Linked DNA regions of Cricetulus griseus: region 2 is linked to region 1. Evidence: chromatin contacts called from public Hi-C data. All regions are on one chromosome and are shown on one strand. The core of a region is the stretch at or near the end of the contact, and the rest is flanking DNA. Distances in the headings are between cores, read along the strand shown.

What was found. A called contact is a pair of places that touch in the nucleus more often than the background predicts.
Region 2: a Hi-C map of the CHO-K1 cell line shows a contact between it and region 1, with 7 times the contacts expected there. The contact joins the enhancer-like site here to the promoter of Adamts6 in region 1. A contact is called at or near these places in 2 of 8 Hi-C or Micro-C datasets (both in the CHO-K1 cell line).

Annotation. Positions count from the first base shown.
Region 1 is chr2:322,558,188-322,564,095 of CriGri-PICRH-1.0, forward strand. Adamts6 (A disintegrin and metalloproteinase with thrombospondin motifs 6) reads left to right here and starts at 2,824. Exons shown (of 26, transcript XM_027401535.2): 1 at 2,824-3,104; 2 at 3,364-3,417.
Region 2 is chr2:322,747,715-322,753,622 of CriGri-PICRH-1.0, forward strand. Adamts6 (A disintegrin and metalloproteinase with thrombospondin motifs 6) reads left to right here. Exons shown (of 26, transcript XM_027401535.2): 22 at 4,877-5,006. Among named protein-coding and RNA genes, the nearest start is that of Adamts6, 190 kb to the left of the region's middle. Within about 2 kb of position 3,132, at least 2 of the 6 cell types and tissues checked have open chromatin away from gene starts, as enhancers often do. A contact at or near this core is called in the CHO-K1 cell line, where this site is marked.

The DNA.
Region 1 (5,908 bases), core at 1,574-4,073:
TTGTAATCCTAGCACTTCTGAGGCAAAGGCATGGGGATTGCCATGAGTTCAAGGCAACTCTGGGCAACTCAAGGGAGACCCTGTCTCAAAACACAGGGATGTGTGTTTGGTATCAGTACAATACATTATATGCCTATAATTCCATTTAAGAGATGACTTTGTGATGAGAAATTTGAGTATTGGTATTTGGTTACACAAAGAAGTTATCATTACTTTAAGAGTAACAGCAATGTACTTGTTTTTTAAAACTTAGTCCTTATATTTTAGAAATGCAAGAGTACTTAATGGAGGCAATGAAGAATCTGGGGTTGATTTTAAAATGGTCCATTGGTGTGGAATGAGTAATGAAAATATAGGGTAAATAAGATGACTTGTACTTCATTCAGTGCTTGTTACAACTGGCTATGTTGGGGATCATTGCACTGTTTTTCTTATGTTTAATAGTTTCTGTAATAAAGTTAAAATGTCTAAAATGTATATAAATTTTGACACTCCATTTCTTACACTAATAGTTTTTCAGTTCTACACATTATTATAGTCTTAGTTCCAGTATTTGGAGGAGGCAAGGGAAATTAGAAAATTTTCATTACTCTGTTTAGACGCAGGATGGCACTCTTTGAATAAGTAATTAGACAGCAGAGGTCCAGTTCTCTCTGTTTTCCAAGGCAGCTACCTCCTAGGGCAGCCTAATTTAACAGAGCAAATGCTCTTCAGGTAGGCAACAAAGGTGACACTCCTGTGTCTACACCTTGACTACTTTCCTGTGTTTGCTGTAACTCTCTTATACGGGTGCTTGTAATATCAAGGAAAGTTGAAGCTCATACGTATTAACGGGGAATTTTATGCAAAGGCAGCTAGCTCTGTGCTATGTTCATTTTTTGGTGTTTGCTAGTGTTGCTGTGAGGTCTAGCAATCTCAATGTACTGTACACACACACAGCTCAATGAATCATCTTTATTTCAAACTGTCAGTACCAACCACAGAACACGTTTCTATGTTTACTATGCACTGAGTTATATAGTAAGGAGGATTAAGGTCAAAATGAGAGCTATCAACTGGACAAATGCTATTGCCTTCTATCCCTTGAGGAAGTGTTGAAGTAAATGTATTGCTCCACGTTCCCAGTCTGACCTATGCATTCTTTAAACAAAGTGTTCATAAGTTTTCTAGAATAACTACACCTACCACCTCCAGTGTAGGAAAGGAAAAAAAAAAAATCAAATGGACAGCAACATTAGCAGAAGCTAGAAATTTAAGAACAGGCATTTAGAAAGTGCCTCTTCCTTAGTCTCCTCCCTTAAATCCAATTCCATTTTCTGGTTCTGGCCATAGGAAATTGACTTAGTGTTAATTAAAGACTGCAATTTCAGGGTTTAATTTCCCCTCCCCCAACCTTGGCAACCATTAAACTACTAACTCCATACTCCACGGGACAGACAGATAAATGATGCAGCAGATTACACCGAAAAAGGCAACGTTTGTCCTCAGCTATTTTAGAATTTTTTTTCCTGATTCTGATACTTGCGCCAGACATTGTTTGTTTGCTTAGGACAGGGAAAGGACATTTTTTTTTTTCCCCTACAGTTTAACGCCAGGGGCTTTCTCCTAGCAAATGAAAGTGAAAGTGCTACATCGTTGTGGTATTTACCCTTAAAGGCTGGACTAGCAGCTGGTGTGGAGGGGGAGGTGGGATTGGAAGCTAGAAGAACCAGTTCTAAGGTTTTGTTTGTTTATCTTGAGACCTCATCAGGGTTCCTGTGTCGTAGTCCCTCTCCCCCTTAAGGTATCAGGGGGCTTATTTTGGATTTCTTTTCCTTTGAGCAGTCATTGAAGTCTCATTCAATATACTGCTAAAAATTACATCTCACTTGTTGCTTTCCCGGCTGCAGTTTAAACACCGTCCAGTCTCTCATCTGGAAATAATGCACCCACACCCCTTTCCTTTTAAAGCTCCACATATCCTGAAGCCGATAATCACATGGAAAATTTGCAGGGCTCGATTTTGTTTAGCTTTCATTCTTTTGGTGGAAACTTCACCTATTAAAGTATGTATTCAACACACAGGCGTTTTGTACACATGTTGCTTTCAAGTCTTGAAATTTGCGTGCTCCACAGATCTGACTCCTTACAGAAATCTTATGAACACCTTTTAAATGCTTTTATTTTGCAGATTAAGAAAAACAGAGAATGACACCGAAAATTTGACAGTGACATTAGTATATCTAAAGTCACTCACTCTCTCTACCCCTCTTTCCCTTTCCCAAGAAACACTAATAACAAACCAGACAAGACTCTGAAAGAGGTTAGAGGGGAGGAAGGAGGCGGAGTGGGTTAGGGGAGAGAGGTTAGAGGGCCAGAGTTTCTCTCATTCACAGGGAGGAAAAGTTGACATTGTCTAAGCCCTTCTGAATGGCTGGTAGTTGGATACCCCGATTGTACCTCTACTTCCCCTCCCCCTCCACGTGACGACCCAGGACACATGCGCACCGACGCAGGCAGCCCAGGCACATCTGCAGACTGACGTCAGTTTGTTCTGCCTCTGAGGAAAGCTGCCAAAATTTTCTTCTGCTGCAATTGAAGTTGGCTGGGGGCCGGCAGTGAGCTCGAGGGCTACTTCAACAAAACTTTTCCTGCCCTTCCTGCTCCTCTTGTCTTCTCTCTCTCCTGATACCTTTTGATGCTCTGCACATGTTATTTGCATAGCAAAGGCACTAAGCTGTCCAGGAAGAGAGGGCACCACTTCCCCCCCAATAAGCCTTTCCCCTTTCTTTTCTTTCTTTTTTTCCTTTCCTTTTTTGGGGGGTGGGCGGGGGAGGGAGAGAGTGGGGGGGTTGCAAAGCACGTCTCAGGTTGATAGCCTTGGATGTATTAAAAGTATTTTTTTCTAAATTTTTTTTTTTTTTTAACTGCCAAATCGGCAGTCTGTTCCCTAAAGCTCCGGTTAGCGAGACTATAGGGTTTTATTCTGGCTGCAGAATAACTGGCTGGTGTGGCTTTGCAAAGGGGGGCAAAAAGAAAAGAGAGAGAGAGGGAGTACGTGAGTCGTCCAGTGAAATCTCTATTGTTTGAAATTTACCTTTTATCAGAATTTGAAGATGAAAACGGTAAGAAAGATTTCACAATATTCAATGAAACCTTTAAAAAAAAAACCTTGTGCTTTGCTTGTCTTACTAATAACGCTTAGATCTCTCTCTCTCTCTCTGTCTCTCTCTCTCTCTCTCTGTCTCTCTCTCTCTCGTGTGTGTGTGTGTGTGTGTGTGTGTGTGTGTGTGTGTGTGTGTGTGTGAGCGCGCGCGCACGCACACACGCGCGCGCGCGAGTGCTTTATGGCAAAGAGTGAATTTGACTAAATTCATTTTACAGACAAATCTTTAAAACTCTAGACTACTCGCGGATGTAGAATTCCGGGGCTTACAGGTATTTTATGATGTGAAAAATATGCGCTCATTGTATGAATTTACATGTTGTGTGAGATGGACTTGATTATGATCATCGTGCTCTTTTAACTAATCACCGGATAGTGGTGGAGAAAGTAATGATGATGTGTGTTTTCAATCGTTTTCCAGATTTATGCAATTGCCTTCTGCAAATCCGTTTCATGTCAGTGTCTTTAGTATTCAGAGAAGTGCATATTTTATGCCTGTGCTCTCAGGCCAGCAGAAGTGTGCTGGCTGTAGCGCTGATGCTCTAGAATATGGTAAGCTCTTAATAGGCTAATCAGAGATGAAAGCGTGTGGTTTTGATTTACTTTTGCCCACTTGGGCCATGCTAGACTCAACTCTCTGGAGCCTTGTTTATCAGGATATGTCTGGATATATGGTACATGAGACTAAAGTTTAGGGATTGAGGAGCGAGAACAAGAGTGCTGGAGGAAGTATTGGAAAATCTTTCTGATAATATGTGCTATAATTTCTGTCTTTGATAAGTTTTCCACTTGTGCTAGGAGCAGAGAAAGCAAGCCAGAGTAAGAAAGCACACTGAGAGGGAACAAGAGAGTAAGTTTCTTACTCTTGTTTTTATTTGAGCTGCTGGTGCAACGCGTTTGGGCCAAATGCCAACTGTCTGGGTCACACGCGTTTTATCCAAATAGATTTAGCGCTGCTGTCTGGAAATGGGCTGCTGAATGTTAACTTTAGGATCAACTCAACCAGGGCAGCTCAGACTGTTACCCTCTGTCTGGATGAAGTGGAATGGGAAGGGGGGTGGTGGTGAGGGTGTGCAAAGCCCCAGGCTGAGGGGGGAGGGGGGACGACAACTACAAACTATTGCTTGGAACTTAAAAAAAAAAAAACACTAAATATAATTTTCAATCTACTCTCTTATGTTTAGAGTTTTAAAAAAACTAATTCTTCCTCTTTTCTTTTTTTGGTGTTTTTTTTTTTTTTTCTTAAGCTTATATTGATTAGACTGAAACATTTAGTGGTGAATTGGCAGCCCTTAAAATTCACGACAGACGACAGGGAAAGAAAGAAAAGCAATGAAAAACTGGTGCATTTGAAGGCAACTAAGAAAATTAATTTTGAAGATAATTATTTTCACCAAAGTGGTAATGCATTCTTGTTTATATTAACTTGGTGCTTAAATGTGAGCACTAGTGGTCTTTTTTGAAGAATGCTATATTAAAATATATAAGTTGTTTTCAAACAAATCAGCAAATCATTCATTTGACACAAATGGCAGCAGATTATTCTGTGTAGTTGTATGAATATTTTTGTAATTTCCCAGAGGAAAATCTTCTAATCATTAAGACTTGAAATGTTGTAAATAATTTTTAGTTTGGTCTAAAACCTGCAAATTAATCTCTATTCTTGCTGGTCTTACTACTTCCTCTTCATTTCCTTAGCAACCAAAAGTAGCTATTAGTGGCTTAGGGGGGGCTGTGTGCCAAATCTTTCTCTCTGTGGTCTTAGTGACAGATGAATTGAGTTATCAGATTAAGGAAAGTTAGGAGCATATTTGGAATTTGTGGGGAGAGAAAAAAGAAGATGTAGATAATTTGTCACAGTTAAAACAACAAAACAAAACAAAGTTGGTTAGCCTTTTACACTATCAAGAAAGAAAAAGCATCTTTTTTTTTTTTAAAGGAAAAGTGTCCTAATACAGGTAGCATTAGAAGAATTATTAACTTGGGGTGTAGTTTTGGGGAATTTCATTTTGAATTTTTGCTTTCCTCAATAGATAAGTTTTGACTAAATTATGTATTTGATAATACTTTTTTGGTAACTAATCTTACCAAGTTTGTAAATCAAAATCCTTTGTACTTAGAACCTAATTGTGTCTTTAGCATATAGTAGCTATCAAATATTTGTTGAGAGAAAAGACTGGAGAACGAAATGAAAAGTTTTTCATGTATAAATATAAAGGACCTGAAGGGTTTAGGATTTTGTTGCTTTTTCCATGGAGACCAAATCAGCTTTAAAATAAATAACCAGATTAACATGGATGAAAAAAAGCGGAGAAAGATGTTAACCAGGTTCTCTACCTTCATAATAATAGCTAATGAGAGGAAATTATTACTTTTGCTACTTCTATATCACTTGAGTGGGAAGTCAAACCATAAAGAAAAAAATCAAGTAACAGGCTTCAACTAGGGCAGACTTTGAGGGAATCACTGTAGTACAAGATGTCTGGTCTTATTTCTTCTACATAAGTAGTGTAGCTTTGATCCATGGAAACAGTTAAATTATCCTTTAACTTTGCCAGCTGATGCATTTAAACTATGAATAAAACTCATATGCAAAAGTTAAAGTGAACTGGACATTTTGCTTGTATTTTCAAAATTAAAACATAAGTATAATTATCATAGTCCAAGTTCTTCACTCTGCTTTAAAAGAGAAGATAGCTTCCTTATTGCCCTATGATGTCCTACTACTCCACATTTTTTAGGGAAGGAAGAATATGAAACTAT
Region 2 (5,908 bases), core at 1,882-4,381, 190 kb after region 1:
CTTTGCTGTGCCCTGCAAATGCTTAAGTCTGGCCAGCAAACACACAACTCAATAGTCAGATTCCAGCAGCTGAAGATAGGGCAAATAGGGTTTGTTGGGTTGTTTTGTTTTGTTTCCTGGCACTTGTCACTCTTTGGATGCTATCTGCATTGACTATTAGGATTACATTAATAATACTGGCCATATGCTATGTATGCTGTGGTTATATAATGTTGTCTTGATTGCTAACTATTTTATATGCTGTGGCTAAGCAAATTATTGCCTTAGCCCCCAGCTACATTTTTAAGTATAAAATCTGAGTATTCCCTTCTCTTCCTCTCCAGAAATCTGTAGAAAGATGACATACTGTGCCACTCTGCTCAATTATTTAGAGATCTGTTGGGCCTTCAATCCCAAGTGTACATTTGTACTTCTCACTTTTCCCATATTAACTTAATCATATATATGTTCTGATGGAGTCCACTTAGGACTGAAATGTTAGGTCTTGTACAATTGAGAATGCATAGAGCTTTCTCTTGCCCTTAGCCACTGCTGCCCTCTGCCTTGTGATTTAACATGTGCCACTGTTCCAAGTTAAATTTTCAAGCACTGACTTTGACTTTAAAAAAGAATGAGCTGGTGAATTTAATTCTTAAATGGTGAACTGCTGCAAGAAGAGCAGTATGACTTCAAATACCATATTATAAATGAGTCTGTAAAAGTATTTATCAGAAATGAAGAAGGTCAGTGTCCTCTGAGCCTTCACTCAGGATTGGCCTGAATGTGAGAGAGATATCCACTACCTTACAGGGAGAGCAATAAACAGCTTCATCCAGTTCTCATTTGCCATTCGGCAGGTTTCTTGCTCTTTTTCCTGTGTTATACACTATTACAATATGCCACTAAAAACTATTTGGTGTTGTGTAATTTAAGCAGTAATTCAAGTTCAGTCCTTATATTGTAGAATGGGGCCTTTGGTAGCCAAGTAGATCCTAACTTTAAACTATCGGCAAAATACTAAACATAGGATCTGATAAATGTAAGATCACAGACAACAAAGTGAGTGAGACTTTCTTTTTTTCCCTCTCTCCATGTTGTGAATTGAATCTAATGGCTTGCACATGCTAGCCAAATGCTGTACCACTGAGCTGAATCTGTAGCCCGAGTTATGTTTACATTTCTATGCTTAAAACCATCATTTGTCATATTTGGTTCTTAAATATCAAAAATGAAATGTAGGCAAATTAAATGGTTCTAAATAGGACATGTCTTTGTAAAGGTTTACGGTAAATATGTATTAGCAAAATAAGAAAATAAAACTTAATTTTTACTTTATAATGTGTTAAATTCATTACTTTTAATAACATGGAGGGATTATATAAAAACAGTTTTTATGCTAATAACTTAAAGTTTTTTAAGAGTAAAAATATAGTCAGCACAGTTTTAATTTGGTCAATTAAATTCTCAGACCATTTGCCTTTCTCCACGGGCTAGGAACACTGAGACACGAGAATTTTTTTCCCACTAAATGTGCACTAACTGGGTATGTAGACATCTTAAACAATTTGGTCATAAACTTTGGGTCTTCAGATTTGAAAGCATACTAATTTTGTAGAACTATTATAATAGGGTTTAAAATGAATTTATCAATGTTTTACATACTACTTTAAAAGAGGCTATGCACATGAGGCATGATTATATGCAAATATTCTAAACTCCATTTCTCTTGTTCACTTAGATTATTTCCACTTGATCTGTATTTTCTACTTTCTGAGTTAAAAGCTATATCTACCTTAACTTAAAGGTTGTGTTTAAAACTCTATCCATTTAGATTAATTTGTTTATAGTCATCCTATTGATGCTGTCTTAGGATCAAAAAAGAAACAAATAAGCAAACAAAACTATCAGCCTGCCAGATGTGGTCATAAAACCTGGATGGAAGTATGAATTCTGTTAGAGGAAAACAGTAAGCGTTGTGAGAAGATTTGAAAGAGAATAATGCCATACTGATACATTTTGGAAGAAAATAAAGATGAATGTAAGGAAAAATATCTTTGTAAAATATAAACAATTTTAGCTATGTTTTCAAGGATGTTAATTTTTACCTTATCAAGAAAATAGCATGCTGGGGCTGGAAAGATGGCTCAGAGTTAAGAGCACTGGCTGCTCTTCCGGGGGTCCTGAGATCAATTCCCAGCAACCACATGGTAGTTCACAACCATCTGTAATGAGATCTGGTGCCTTCTTCTGGCCTGCAGGCAAATGTGCAGGCAGAACATGGTATACATAATAAATAAATAAATCTTTCTTAAAAAATAGCATGCTGAAATTATAATATCTAGAAGTCCCATAGTTCCCAGTTTCTTGGCAGTATGGAAGACATGGCCAAAGTTGAATTAATTTGTAATTCTTAATATGAAGTCCAACATCATTCAAGAAGCACAGTGAAATGTAAATTTCTGCTAATTACTTATACCAGTCTGATCTGATCTGTGATTCAAATTTCAGTGGGCCTGCTTTTTATAATATAGGTTGCTTTAAACAAATGCAGTTGTGAACAAACATTTGTAGTGCTCTCTTAATGAAACTAAACTTTATTTATTTATTTATTTATTTATTTATTTATTTATTTATTGGTTTTTCGAGACAGGGTTTCTCTGTGTAGCTTTGGAGCCTATCCTGGCACTTGCTCTGGAGACCAGGCTGGCCTCGAACTCACAGAGATCTTCCTGCCTCTGCCTCCTGAGTGCTGGCATTAAAGGCGTACACTATCAACGCCTGGCTATGAAACCAAACTTTTATCATAACCTGTAGAAACTGACTTAACAGTTTCTGTCACTGATACTTAGCAACATCAATTCCATTTTGTAGTTTTGATGTTTATACTTTTCTGAGAATCAACTAACATGCTGAATTAACTGCCAGCATTTTTGTTTCAAGAATAGTCACATTTTATGCCTTTTAAAAATACATGCTACTATTTATATAAAAAAATACATGCTACACCTAAAAATGCAGTCCCTTGCTCTTGATATAAATGAACATTTCCTTCAGAGTGAACAAGTTGCTTGTCTAAGCCACTGCTGGTAGCTGAGTTCTGTGACTAACAGTAGAGGTATTTGACTAGGTGACCACATGGACATAGTTATCTGCCCACTGGAATGACACAATGGGGAGGTAATCTGATGAATATCATGGAACATCTGTGAATGGATAACAGCTATGCTTCTTATGAATCATTCTTTCCTCAAAAATCTCAATTTTAATAGTTAAAAATTCCACTGCTGTCATTTGCTATTCTAGGGATTGGGAGGGAATGAATACAACGTACTTTAAGATATTTGCCAGTAAATTGTTTGGGCATATATTTCAGACCCCCTAAAAACATGTTCCTAAAGGTGATCTGAGGAGTCTTGTCACTGCAAACAACAAAATAGACCTTCTTCAACAACTCGCCATTGAGATAGAGACTACAGAACTTAGTCTTTGAGATCAGTAGACTTAATAGTTTTTCCTGTCAATCTAAATCTAAAGATTAGATTTCCTTAAATCTAAAGGGTTTAGTTTAATGTGGCCATAGCAGAACAGCTGAGACAAGCTCACCCATACCTAAGCAGCCTTGGGAGAAGCATTTGGTGCCTAGTTCTTCAGGAAAAGTTTCCTTCGTCAAATAATCCTGTTTCATAAGAACTCCACATTTGTGAACAAATTCCTTCTTAAAAAATTATATTACAGCTTAAAAATAACCAGACGAAAGCAAGGGAAGGAGAGAAGGGAAAGAGGAGAGGAAGGAGAGAGGGAAGGAGGGGGAGAGGGAGGAAAGAAGGGAGGGATGGAAGCAGGCAGTCAGGTTTGTGATTACATGTGTGCTGTCAGGGCAACCTTTACAATTCTGAGTTATTTAGCTTGTGTGTTTATAGGGTGGGGTGGGTAATTTCAGGGAACAGCTTTGCTTTTGTGCCCATTTCCCAGAGCAAAATGTTAACAATATCTTTTGTATAATCTGAAACACTTGTTTCTCTTTGATATCTTGAAATATCTGTCTTTTGATTCCTGATACAAAGCAAAAATGAGTATATATAAAAATCTCACCAAGGATGTTTATAAATAAAAGTCTCCCTGTGTGTGTGTCATTGCATTTTGTGAAATGTGAGCAAGTTGTGGTAGATATGTCTGCCAATAAATCATAAGTATATACTACTTAAGAATTTTGTAAATTGTGGAATGTGAATGTTTTTAGTTGTGCTAACAAGTCACATGGACTAATTTTTAAGATCAAGATGAGTATTTTGTAAATTACATTAGAATGAAATATGTATGTAATTCTTTGACACTGATATAATCAACAGGTATTCAGCTCTGTTAAAATATACAGACCAGGTTCTCATAGTCCAAAAGTAGTCCATTATATATGAAATCTAAACTTGATGAGCTTTTAGAGAGATGCAATCATAAATGCAAGAAAATAAGTGAAATGTGGGGTGTGATGTATTTCTAATGAAAAATGACCTTGTTTCCTCTTGTCCTACAAAATGTCAGAAAGTAAATTAGTCCCTGCTGTTTTGTTTTTAAATAAGTATGCATCCATTGTCTTGTATTGAAATGTATATTAATACATTTTATCTCATGGCATTTTGGAAAATTCAAGGATTTTTTTAAAGGAAAGCATGAAGATGAACATAAAAAATGGAAATACTAATTGCAGCTTCAAAACATCTATAAGTATGAGAACAATAATTTTGCTTAAAATTTGGATATAATGACCAGTACTTCTGTTCTTTTAGAGAAGTAGACAAGTGTTTTGGAACAGATTGACTCCCAGAGGAAAGCAATACATGCATCACCTCTTGGAAGGGAAACTACTCTCCAGTTAATGATGTCCTTCCATTTCTTAAAGGTGTCCAGAGACAAGAAGTGATCTGTAAAAGATTGGATGACAACTCCATCGTCCAGAACAATTTCTGTGACCCTGACAGTAAGCCACCTGAAAATCAAAGAGCCTGCAACACTGAGCCCTGCCCACCTGAGTAAGTATGACAAAAAAGTGAAATTCATTTCTTTGACTGCAAGCAATGATGTCTTCATATTTTAAATATACCCTAGCATTTTGTAGAACTGTGTGGTAATTCCCACTGAGTGAGGCACACAAAGCATCAAGAGTGATAGAGTTTTTGTAAGACCACTTACTTTCTTTTTCTACTTTCCTGCTAATTAACTTTATAAACTTATCTCAAAATAAATCTTAAAAACTATATAAAGTAAAGTGATGGTCAAAATTCATGCTCTAACTGTTGTAACTTTAAAAAAAAAGCAGTGCAAGAAGAAAAAAAACACCATTTGACAGCTCACATGGGTTTTTGTTTTTTAATTACAGGAAAGGGAATGGGGAAGGGGGGGGTGGGTAGGAAACTGGCCTCTGGGGACGGGAGCAGCAAAAGAGAAAAGAGAGGCATGGGGGTGGGAGACAGAGACAGAGAAGATGAGAGGAGGGCAGGACTTTTTAAAAGGGAACATAGCAAGTGTGCACATTAGTGGCTGCAGCTGAGGATGTATCTGTCAGAACCCCAAGGGCAGGCCAGTGCAGATGCCTGACTACCCCCCCTAGATATAGCATAGTTTGTGTAATTATGAGTTCAGCTCATCAAGTTAATTCTGTGACATTTGAGATTTTAAATATCAGACCTGTCATCTGGCTGGTCATTTAAAGCCTCTGGATGGTACTGATTACATCTGTTTTATGTTGACCCATGCTTCTTTATTTGTTCAAGCCTAGTTTCTTAAACACCCAACACCTTGAAGATTTCAAGTCACTCGTCATCCCAACTATAACAGAGGTTCTCAATCTCCTTAATGCTTTTAATACAGTTCCTTGTGTAGTGGTGACCTCCAACCATAAAATTATTTTCATTGCTACTTCATAACTATAATT